Linked DNA regions of Mus musculus: all the other regions are linked to region 2. Evidence: chromatin contacts called from public promoter capture Hi-C data. All regions are on one chromosome and are shown on one strand. Each heading gives the region's core, a stretch centred on a gene start, on an enhancer-like site or on the middle of the called end of the contact. The rest is flanking DNA. Distances are from core to core; before and after follow the strand shown. Region 1 holds the start of Tmem200a (transmembrane protein 200A). Region 2 holds the start of Enpp3 (ectonucleotide pyrophosphatase/phosphodiesterase 3). Region 3 holds the start of Rps12 (ribosomal protein S12). Region 4 holds the start of Arhgap18 (Rho GTPase activating protein 18).

The links. Promoter capture Hi-C pulls out the DNA fragments that hold promoters and counts their contacts.
Region 1: a promoter capture Hi-C map of hippocampal neurons shows a contact between it and region 2, with 6 times the contacts expected there. The contact joins the promoter of Tmem200a here to the promoter of Enpp3 in region 2. A contact is called at or near these places in 3 of 39 promoter capture datasets (the C10 cell line, hippocampal neurons and maxillary cranial neural crest).
Region 3: a promoter capture Hi-C map of pre-B cells shows a contact between it and region 2, with 6 times the contacts expected there. The contact joins the promoter of Rps12 here to the promoter of Enpp3 in region 2. A contact is called at or near these places in 2 of 39 promoter capture datasets (liver and pre-B cells) and 1 of 115 datasets of contacts at active chromatin or transcription factors (embryonic stem cells).
Region 4: a promoter capture Hi-C map of pre-B cells shows a contact between it and region 2, with 8 times the contacts expected there. The contact joins the promoter of Arhgap18 here to the promoter of Enpp3 in region 2. A contact is called at or near these places in 3 of 39 promoter capture datasets (hippocampal neurons, liver and pre-B cells).

Annotation. Positions count from the first base shown.
Region 1 is chr10:26,077,602-26,080,301 of GRCm38.p6, reverse strand. It overlaps Tmem200a (transmembrane protein 200A), which reads left to right and starts at 1,339. Exons shown (of 3, transcript NM_001358814.1): 1 at 1,339-1,466; 2 at 1,983-2,164. Gm9767 (predicted gene 9767) reads right to left here and starts at 2,047. Exons shown (of 1, transcript NR_028030.2): 1 at 855-2,047.
Region 2 is chr10:24,834,902-24,837,601 of GRCm38.p6, reverse strand. Enpp3 (ectonucleotide pyrophosphatase/phosphodiesterase 3) reads left to right here and starts at 1,407. Exons shown (of 25, transcript NM_134005.2): 1 at 1,407-1,586. The coding sequence starts at 1,509.
Region 3 is chr10:23,785,849-23,788,548 of GRCm38.p6, reverse strand. It overlaps Rps12 (ribosomal protein S12), which reads left to right and starts at 1,340. Exons shown (of 6, transcript NM_011295.6): 1 at 1,340-1,393; 2 at 1,505-1,555; 3 at 1,669-1,785; 4 at 2,545-2,647. The coding sequence starts at 1,542. LOC115487513 (a small nucleolar RNA gene) reads left to right here and starts at 2,006; the gene lies at 2,006-2,079.
Region 4 is chr10:26,771,187-26,773,886 of GRCm38.p6, reverse strand. It overlaps Arhgap18 (Rho GTPase activating protein 18), which reads right to left and starts at 1,375. Exons shown (of 15, transcript NM_176837.2): 1 at 1,191-1,375. The coding sequence starts at 1,303.

The DNA.
Region 1 (2,700 bases), core at 90-2,589, 1.2 Mb before region 2:
CTGAATAACTGGAATATAAGTTCAGATTGGTAATTGTGATCAGTGGTGATAAGAATGAGTCTAGATCTTTTCCCGAAGTCTTTCCTCATCAGCCTCTCTTTGAAGACTGCCTGGACATGTGATGCCTGTGATGTCTGGATTGCCATTTTAAATGTTTCCCTGTACATTGTAGACACTGTGCTACATTAAAAGAGCAGGATGGGAGGAACCTATTACCCACCCCTTTACAAGTCAGGAAGGCTTGCTAGGAAGTGTGTTCTCTTGGGAGCTTTGAGGAGAAAGGAAGAGTCAGGGCATTCTTGTACAACGAGTAGAACCTTACTAGGCTCACACGATTAATAAGGTTCCTTGACAAATGTGCTAGAAAACCTCAGAGAACTGATCAAATGGCTTTGGGCCAAGAGAACTAGCCACATGAAGGTGGAAGGAAAAGAAAACCACAGATGGCTTACAAGGTGACTCATTTCTCCTACCCCATCCCATCTACTTTCTTTCTTTTTTTCTTTTTTTTTTTTTTTTAAGCATTTGGTCCTGAAATTTCAGAAAAAGTATTTAACCTCCATACTGAAGCAAGATTTTTTTTTTAAAACCACTATTGCCCGTTTTTACAGTCTTTCTCCATTGCCAGTGTCATCTTAATGACCTGTCTGGCCTCTACGGGTTGCCTTATTTTCTTGAGTCTAGATTTTTTCCCCACAGAATCCAGTAGCTGACACATTGAAATAGATACACACCAGAGCAGAATATTTGCCTCTTGCCTATGAGTTAAAAAAAAAATCCAAGAAACTCATGGATTTACAAAACCATAGCTCAGCTACGGTTGCTGTACACTGCACACTCCAACGCAGTAATTTGAATACGAAACTTTATTTACTGACTTGATCTTCAGCCAGAGTGGGCGCTTTGGTCCCTTGCAGAATTGCACGTGACTATTATTTCAATTATTTCATTCTATGGACAGGACATGTTTTTTTTTTTCTCACTGATAATTTTTGGTAACTTGAAGCCTTCATTGGATTTGATATCTGGAGCTTAGCCTCAGACTCATCATCTTAGGATACAATTAGCCCCTGCCCCTCACAACCCCATGCCCAGAACCCTTCCCAACCAGTCTGCTCTACTGGAACTAACTTCCCAGCAGCTTAAACCCTCTGAGGGCTAGGAGTGCAGTATCTCTTGGGGGTCCAGGTCTGACTTTGTTAGCACAGCACTCGTGCAGCCGCCAGGGGGACCCCGACCCTCCCAGGCTGCATCTGATAAGAAAGCATCCGAGGGGCGTGGAACCGAGGGGCCTATGGATCCTTCTTCCAGAAAATACAGAGTCCGCCGGGGATCCCCAGTTCTTATTGAGACAGGAGGGGCAGGTATCTCCCGTTCTGGAACTCGCGTCCGACGGTGATGAGAAGCGAGTGGGTGTGTCCGCTTCCGCCCGCTGGCCTTCAGATGAAGCAGATCGCCTGGAAGCGGTACTTTGTTCCCCAAATGGGTTTTGTATGGGCGCCATCCCGGCGCTAGAAGTACAACTTTGCAGCCAGGGCGCCGGGTAGCTGGGTTGGGGTCCGGGGGGAAGGGTGGGTCCTGCACGCAGCTCTTGCACAGCTTGGCGACTGGGCCGGCGGAGTTCCCACGGGTCGTGGGCGGCGGTGCGATTAGCACCGTCTGGGTCCCCGGCTGCTGGCGACGCTCCGGGAAGCCCGTCCCGCCCTCGCCCCCGATCCTCCTCTTGGCGGCTTCGGGGGCTAGAATTCATCAGGAACCAAGCCCAAAACTTTCCCTCGAGCCCCGCATTCCTTTTGTCTTTCTTGGCGGCGGCGGAGACGCCTTAGCTGCGATCTTTTGCCCTGGCCTCGGTCACCGGTACCCTAGAAGGATAGGGGCTGCGCTCGTCCGATGGCGGCGGCCGCGTCCCCCAGATGCGCGAGTCAGGGCGCCCGCACCCCGGCCTGACTCATCTTCCTTTGGTGACCGCACCGCGTCCTCAGCCGGAGCCCCACGGGGATGGGGAGTGAGACCGTGGCTGCCCGCAGCTGCCCAGATTCCTCCTGACGCCCCCGACCCCGCCGCCTCCCTCGCTGGTCCCCGGAGGCGCACGCTGTCGCGACAGCTGTGAGAGCGAAGAGCCCGGAGAGGCCACCGGAGCCCCGAGACCAGGCGCTCAGGACAGGTGAGTGGACCACCAGGGTGCTGCGGGGCGTGCAGAGGTGGGTGGGCGAGCCCTGCAGCTGTACCCCGGGTTTCTGAAACCCCTTCTCCTCCCCTCCGCTTTAGCCCGCAGAGTTAGGGGAAACAATGACTCCCAAAGTTTGGGGGAATGAACCAAGTCCTCCATCAGTTCCAGACTTCTTGGTCTCCAGAGTACAGGAGAGGTGGTGCGGGGCAGCCTGTGAGCAGCCGGCTTCTGAGAGCGCCTGGCTTCGCGTCTTGGAGCTACACCCTCCTTTGTCTAAGGTTCCAGAGTCAGCAATCTTTGTGAGGGTCTACGGCGTTAATTTATGGTAGACAAAAGTGTGAACAGGGTTCCCTAGATCAGTATTTCAGTGTGATCCTACCTGCATAAGCAAAACGAAGAGGGGTAATTGTCTATAGGCTTCAGCACGACTCTCCTCCCCACAGACTGCCTAAGAAAGGACTCGTAAGATTTGCTTCACTAATTGTTTTGCAATAATTGCGTGTTCACGCCAACACTATGCATTATGAAGG
Region 2 (2,700 bases), core at 158-2,657:
GTCTATCAATGTGAAGAGACACTATGACCAAGGCAACTTTTATCAGAGAAAACATGTAAGTGTGGACTTAGGTATATTTTTGAAGGTTAGTCTATTATCATCTTGCCTGGGAGCACAGTACTGGAGAAGACAGTACTGGACAGTACTGGAGAAGTAGCTTTGGAGAGTTTTGCATCCTGATCCATAGGTAGGAATATATCTATCCATCCCTCTATCTATCTATCTATCTATCTATCTATCTATCTATCTATCTATCTATCTATCTACCTACCTATCTATCTATTTATTTCTCCATCTATCTACTGAGACTGAGAGAGAGGGGGGTGGGGGAAGAGGGGGAGGAGACAGTGGACTTTTGAAACTTCAAATCCCACCCTCAAGGGACACACTTTTTCCAACAAGACTACACCTCTTAATCCATCTGATTCCTAGAAATAGCGCCACTCTCTGGTGACTAAGCACTCAAATATATAAGCTTATGGGAGCCCTTCCTATCAAACCACCACACATACTATTTTGTCGTTTGCTTTAAAATAATTCTTAAACTGTAGACATTCTAAAATGTAAGATACACTCCTCTCATAATTAAAAAAATCTTTATAGTAGTTTCAGAATTTCTATTATAATCAAACACATTTTATTTTGTTTTAATTACTTAATGTATATTGTGTGTGTGTGTGTATGTTGGGGGCGGGGTGTGTGTGTGTGTATGAGTGCAGGGGGCCTTGGAGGACAGAGGAGGAAATCGGGTCCCCGGAGCTGGAACTGCTGAGCAGCCTGACAGAGGTGCTGAGATCTGAACTTTCTCTGCAGAAGCAAGCAAGAGCTCATGACTGCTGAGCTGTCTCTCCAGTCCTCCAGTCCTTTAATAAATGTACTAGCTTGCAACTGCAGCATGACATCTATATGGATGTACAAACTCCCTGTACAGGGCTTCTTGTCAGCCTTTGGAAGATTGAGATAGGAGGGCTTGGAAAACCACTCTGACTAACATGGTATATGATACTGCCAAACACACAAACAGAAACAAAACCCAGAAAGCAACCGAGCTGGGGTGGAGCTCAGCTGGTATGAAGCCATGGATTCAGTTCCCAGCAATTTGTAAATTGGGGGACACATGATGTAATCCTGGTGCTTAGGAGATAAGAAGTGACACAAGTTCTTTCCACAGACAAAAACAAAACAAATGAGTAGCTTTTTATAAGTGTGATTAATATTCTATTCTTGCTATCTACATATCCCGATTAGTATGCATTATTACTTCTAAAGCTGTAAAGAACTGCTGTCCACAATGTCCGAGAGAGAAATGGACTTTATTCTGTGGGCAACGCTGTTTGTTAACAAGGCTTTTCCCTCTTCAATTGACCAATCGCTACAGAGCTCTGCTTTTCTCCCGGATTTAAAAGTCAGTCACAGCTGGGGCAGGCAGGACAGTTCCTTTTTCCCTCCCCAGAGGGAAGAAAGAGCCTTATTTTCTGGCTAGACAGGTTTACACAGCTACGGGAACAATGGATTCCAGGCTAGCATTAGCCACAGAGGAGCCCATTAAGAAAGACAGTCTCAAGAAATACAAGATCCTTTGTGTGGTAAGCAAAACTGTTCATTTTAGTCTTACAAGCTTGGTGGCAGATTGAAGTGCCTGCCTTCCCACTTAGGCTTGCTTGTGTCGCTATTAAGTCAGAATGTGAAGTAATTGTGTCCAGCATTAGGTTTGTTTGTGTTGCAATTTAGGTTAGAATGCTAAGTTATTGTGTCCAGCATTTCTGACAGAAATCTGAGACCGTGCTGGACTGATTTTGTTTTCCACGTGTTTATAATTAGAGCGCAAGCAATTTTTGACTGGTACGAATACTGTACGAGCAAGAATTTAGCAACTGAAATCACTTGACACATACGTCTTAAGGATCTGTTGATCTTTATCAACATTTCATTCTGTTTATTTACCATGTGGAGATTACTTCTTTTGCTTCCTTCCTCACTTTGCTCTGTTCCCCCCCCCCATATGAATTAAGTGCTCCTTTAGAGACTAATCCACCCCCCTCCCCTGTTTCCTATCTGAATGTCCCTAACAATACATGAATGTTGTTGAGGGTTTTATCTTTTTCTTTCTTTTTTAAAACGTTCTCTCCCCCTGCTTCCTGGATAATCTTGAAACGCTCGTTTCCAAGACATACTTGCTTTTTGACGGACTTATCTTTATCTTCATTGAATGTTACTCAAGACCTCACTCTACATCCTTCTTACCCAGTGATCTTTTCTTTAGGCAATCTGTGTGTTCCCCTGAGATGTTAAATGATACCTTCCCCCAACCCAAGCCACCATCATCTCCGACTTCTTTTTGGATGTCTCCTGCCTGACTACTCACCCAGCACCTCCAGCCAAAACCAAATGCAGTATTTTTTTTCACATCTGGCTGGCTGCAGCTGCTCTCAGATTCCTCGGGCTAACATATGTCAGCTCTCCTTTCTGTTTCCCAAGAAAGGTCAAGCAGTTTGTAGCTATGACCCGTGAGGACAACAAATCCTCAGTAGCTCCTCAGAGTTTATCTTTCCAGGACTTACACAGCCCTCCTTGCGGCTTTCTTGCCCTTACCTTTGTCTTAGTTTGTCACTCAAGGAATCAAACCCCTTGGGAGCTAAATCTGGGTCCTAAATGTATTTTTAGATTGTTCTTTTCTTTTTCTTCCTGAGGCACCTGTGG
Region 3 (2,700 bases), core at 91-2,590, 1.0 Mb after region 2:
TGCAACTTATGTATGGTTTGACACATTAACTTTTAATAGCCTTATACTAAGGAAACTACTTAAACTCTACTTAACCACATTCTTTTCCGACTGTGTAATGTTTCAAAATCACTTCCAAAACAGCCAAAAGGCACGTGTGCCTTCCTGCTCTCTCTTCCTGTCTGAATATTCTTCCTGCACTTACCTGGCTGGAACTCTAGTTAAAACCTCTTTTAAATGCTGCCATAAACTCCAAATCCCCTGCGTTCCCACATCATCTCCACTCCCCAGCACCGTGGCATTCTGGTATGTTACTCTTTGGCTAAAATACTAGCTTTATCTTTTAAAATGCAGACTTTTAAGTGTCCGCCGTCTCTCATCTTTAAAACAGCACCATAGACACTGGCAGAAATACGCCCACAGAAACTAACCACCTATTAAATACTTTTTTGAATTGCAGGGGTAAGGAAGCAAGCATGAGGCTTTAGGGGTGAAACCCAAACGTTTATTGGAAAAGCTAAAACTTCCATCAACTTTCTTATATCCTCATGAAATTCATGAGCCCGACAATGATCACTGTATCCACCAGGTTGGCCATCAGAAGCTCTGGTTGGCTTCGGGGATATCTTCTGAGAGAGATGTCTTGTGTATTTGCTTTGGAAGTAGAAGAGCGAGTGATTCCTTCGAAATTAAAATGCATTTGTCGGCGTAGGCGGGAACTGGCTTTAAGATTCTGGAGTTCCACTCCTGGTAGCCGAATCCTCGGTGGAATTTAGTGACAGATCCACAGTGAGAGTTTAACATGTACCTCAGGGATCCAGTGTCTGCGAAGCTGCGACTCGGGAAAAAAACTAGGGTCATTACCTAAATGTTCATTCAGAACCGGTTGCATTCAGACCGGGATCTGACCTGGCCGCAAGGTCTGCTTAAACACGTTGCAAAGCAGTGGGGTTTGTGATCATACACAAATCACAGCCACTCAGAGAGGCTAAAAACCAAAGGACCAAAATGTGGACACACTCAGCCTAATCGGCCAGTATTGGCAACAGGAAACTTCACGATAAGACGTGGAAAAACTGCTTAAAACAAAGTAATTCAGCAGCGAAGAAAACGGCAGTAGTTTGGCTCCTCTCGTGTTCCGTAGGAGCGGATCGTGGGACCTCTGTGGTCCACGCCCCCTGGGCAAAGGCTGCCCGCTGCGATGCCTGCTAGAAATCCAGCCGCGTTCTTACCACGGACGCTCCTAAAGGCGGAAGTGGAAACTCCTAAGGCACGGCACCACCGGAGCCACCTCTTTAGTGGGAGGAGTTGCACATGCGCACAGAAGTCGAGCGGAGCGCTTAAATACCGTCATGCGGCCACCGCCGGCCTTTTCCCCTGCCGCCGCCGACTTGCGCGGAGGCGGAAGCTCGGGGTGAGTGTGATCCCAGCTCGTGCGCCGGCGATAGCGTGTCTACTGCGCCTTGGCTTCAAAAGTGAAGTACTTGGGTCTTAACGGGCGATTTACTGATGTTTTGTCTTTCAGTGCGTTCAAGATTCGGCGTCACCCGTGATTCACCGCCATGGCCGAGGAAGGGTGAGCGAGTGGGGCGTGGGCCTCCCGCGGGCGGCGCTGGTCTGGGCTTTTCTCCATGCTAGTTCCCCATCCCTAGCCTGCCGAGGGTCCTAACGTCTCTGTCTGCATTCCAGCATAGCTGCTGGAGGTGTAATGGACGTCAACACTGCTCTACAAGAGGTGCTGAAGACCGCCCTCATCCACGATGGCCTAGCACGTGGCATACGCGAAGCTGCCAAAGCCTTAGACAAGTACGTGTCTCAGTCTCAATACTGTGGGGTGTTGCAGCCGGAACAAAGACTGCAGCAGCCAAGGGAAGAGAGCGTGAAGTTCATGCTGTTAGCACAAAAGTTCTGAATGTCATCCGGCCAGCAGGAAACCTAGGAAAAGGTATCAACTCTAGCCCACTTAGGATGTGTGGGTTGCTGTGTGGATCGGGGATGACGAGCAGTAGTTTTGTAAAGCTACAGTGTTTGCATGATGACTTGAATTGTCGGATACCCCTTCACCCCGTTCATGGGTGAGAAACAGCTAGTCTGACAAACCTGTAGCTCGTGGGGATAGATAGTCCGGTAGTTTTGCTAGAAGATGGAAAAGGGGGGGGCATCATTATTTAGTTTGCAAATACTTAAACGACAATATTGTGGTGTCGGGGAAATCTAGCTATATCCGGGAGACTTGAGAACATGCATGGTTTATTAGGCTTATGCACGTGTATTCTACTGTTTGAGGTAAAGTCAGGTGATTTTGGATGCTGTTGTGAATATTTACAGTGCTTCCTGCACAGGACTGCTTTGGATCAGCTTTCAAGTTGGAAATACCCTGAAAGTGGTCATAGTTTCCTTTGGCCATAAATAGGTTTCCTATTATAATGTGTGGTATTGGTATCTAAGTTTGTACAGGGAAAGTGAATGGCTAGTCTGCAGTTTGGTACAGTAAATCCTGTGTGGTCAGGTTTACTAGCACAGTGAAGACCCTTGAAGGTTTCACCTTTGAGTTTTGCATTTTAGGCGCCAAGCCCATCTGTGTGTGCTCGCATCCAACTGTGATGAGCCCATGTATGTCAAGCTGGTGGAGGCACTTTGTGCTGAGCACCAAATCAACCTGATAAAGGTAAGCCTTAGTGATAATGGTGTTGAGCCACAGGCACCAGCACTAACTTGCAT
Region 4 (2,700 bases), core at 126-2,625, 1.9 Mb before region 2:
TGCTTGCTGCTAAAAGATGAATATTTTACTGTCCTGCAGAAGCATGCATGGAAACGCTTGATAAATCTCAAAGGAAACAAAATGGTTACATGTGTAGCCCCAAAGCAACCACTCCCTTTGAACTTTGGAAATGAGTTTATCCAATGGCCTCCATACAGAGGGCAACAAGTAAGAAGCAAAGTTCCCCAGGCAAGGTCTAACCTTTCCTTTGATTTTTCACACGCCCCACGCGGTTAAGGATTTGGGAAACCAATGAAAGAAGGCATTCTTTTCTTTGGAAGGCACAGGCGTGAAGTACCCAGGAACAATAAAGTGTTCATTATCACCTTTAATATCAAGATGGAATTGGACTTACTGATAACTTTTTTTTTTCAATCTTCCAGGCCAATGTTTGCAATTTCTATCTAAGACTGGAGATTACTGGTTTCAGCTAGGGAGAAGGTCATTAAGGCGAGAAAGGAAGAGGCAGGGGAAAAACCAACCTTGAAAAACAGAACAAAGTACACAGAGAGGCAGAGAGGACTCTGCGACTCAATGGTCTATAGAACGTTTGCCCTATCTGCCTATAAAGTGATTTTACATTAACCACGCTCCTTCTACCAACAGAGTACTTACTGCCTGCTGACAAAAACTCCCCTTTGAAATCCCAAGAGTGCAGGGAGGGGTGTGTTTGGCTGTGCGAGTAATCTACACACACTGAAGAATGCGAACAGCACAGCCACAGGCCACTGACTTGGGCATTTTGCCCAAGCGGTCTGCTTTCAGAGAGAGGAGGAGGGTGCCACTCTCAAAACAGCAAGAAGAGTGACCAGCCTCCCTGCTATTTGGCAGACTTTCCCAGCTAACAGTTCCAGCGGCGTTTTGAGCCCATTCAAGAATTCCATCTCCCAGAGAGTGTTTCCGATACAGTCATTTGATCAGTCAGTATTTGCACATGCACCTGCTAAGCAACTGGTCGGAGCGCCACAGAGTCACCTCCCACACACCCCCGCCCCCGACTCCCCCCATCCTCCACTGGTAACCAGAAGGGCTCTTGCACTCGAGTAAATGAGATGCAAAGAACTAGCCAACCGCCTATGTTGCAGCGTCAGGTCAGGCTTCAAGTACAGAGGTGATTCTCTCCGCTCTTGACAACTTCCCTGTCACTTTGTTCCTTGGGCAGGTAGAGGGTTTTTGTTTTTCCTCCTTACCTGGAGGTGGCTTCGTCGCCTCCCTTTACATGGCTGTCCCCAGCGACCTGGTCCTTGCCGCTGGGGTGGTAAGCAGTTAGCACAACTCCCGAGGAACTCGATAGCCAGTTCATGGTGAGAGAAGGGGCATAATTTCTGGGATTCTGACACAGAGGGGAATGAAGTTCCTGTCTCGCCTGACCAACTTGCTCATTAGCAAGGGCCAGCCCCTCCCCTGTCCGGGCCAGCGATTCACAGGGAGAGAGGCGTGGCCTCTCCCGCAGAGCTTCCTGGCCCTGCAGTTACAGGCTGTGTGTGACTCACAGCTTTGTTTAAACCCGGCAATCCCAGGCTGCAGCAGCCGCCGCTGCAGCAGCAGCAGTTGTTAAGGGGGCCTGAGGAAACCGTGGTTAGGACAGAGTCTTTTCCCTTCCCCATGTGTTACTACTACCTGATTATTTCTGCTGCTTCGCATCACTCAAGGAAGGCATTCCTTAACCCCTTCAGGCATTCGACATTCACCACAGCCAAACCAAGAAGCCCAATCAAAGGTCACAATGCCATCTGGCCCACCAGAAAGGCTTTGCTTTCCGCTACAAAATATACTGTGTTATTGTGTGCCCTGCAATATCAAGCACACCTTTTTTTTTTTTTTTTTTTTTTTTTTTTTTTTTTTTTTTTTTTAATCAAACACTATTTGGGAAAAATAAACTTTAAACTGTCTACCTAATGCCTGTTAAAAGTTAACAGTCAGCTGGGCTTGGTAGCGCAGGCCTTTAATCCCAGCAGAGGCAGGCAGATTTTTGAGTTCGAGGCCAGCCTGGTCTACAGAGTTTTAGGACAGCCAGGGCTATACAGAGAAACCCTGTCTCGAAAAACCAAAAAAAAAAAAAAAAAGTTAATAGTCAAAATAAGAAGTTCCAACATTTGCTGAGAACCTATTACTTTCCAGTGGTGGGGTTGGGGGTATGCCCAAGAATACTCCAGCTTGTGCCAGACACAGATACACACACACACACACACACACACACACACACACACACACACAGAGAGAGAGAGAGAGAGAGAGAGAGAGAGAGAGAGAGAGAGAGAATATTATTAGAAAGAGTATAGCCAGTGGACAGGTGAAATATCTTGACCAAAATAAGATAGTAAGTGCCAGGAGATGCCCACCTAGATACCGCCTTGTTTAGTCAACTGAAAAAAGCAAGTTCAAACATCAGTTTTAAAAAATCATTTTCTGGGTTTCCTAGTCCTAAAAATTAAAAACAAAAATTCTTGCTCTTTGATATATGTGACAATCTCAATTGAAACATTTTGCTTGATATATATTTTATTATTTTACACACACACACACACAGAGACACACACACAACACACATTTAGATGAAATAGCCCTGGCTGGCCTGGAACTTTCTGTGTAGACCAGGCTGGTCTCAAACCATAGATTTTCCTATTTCTGTCCCCAAGTGCTATTCTTAGAACCATACCTTGCTGCTGCTGCTGCTGCTGCTGCTGCTGCTGTTGTTGT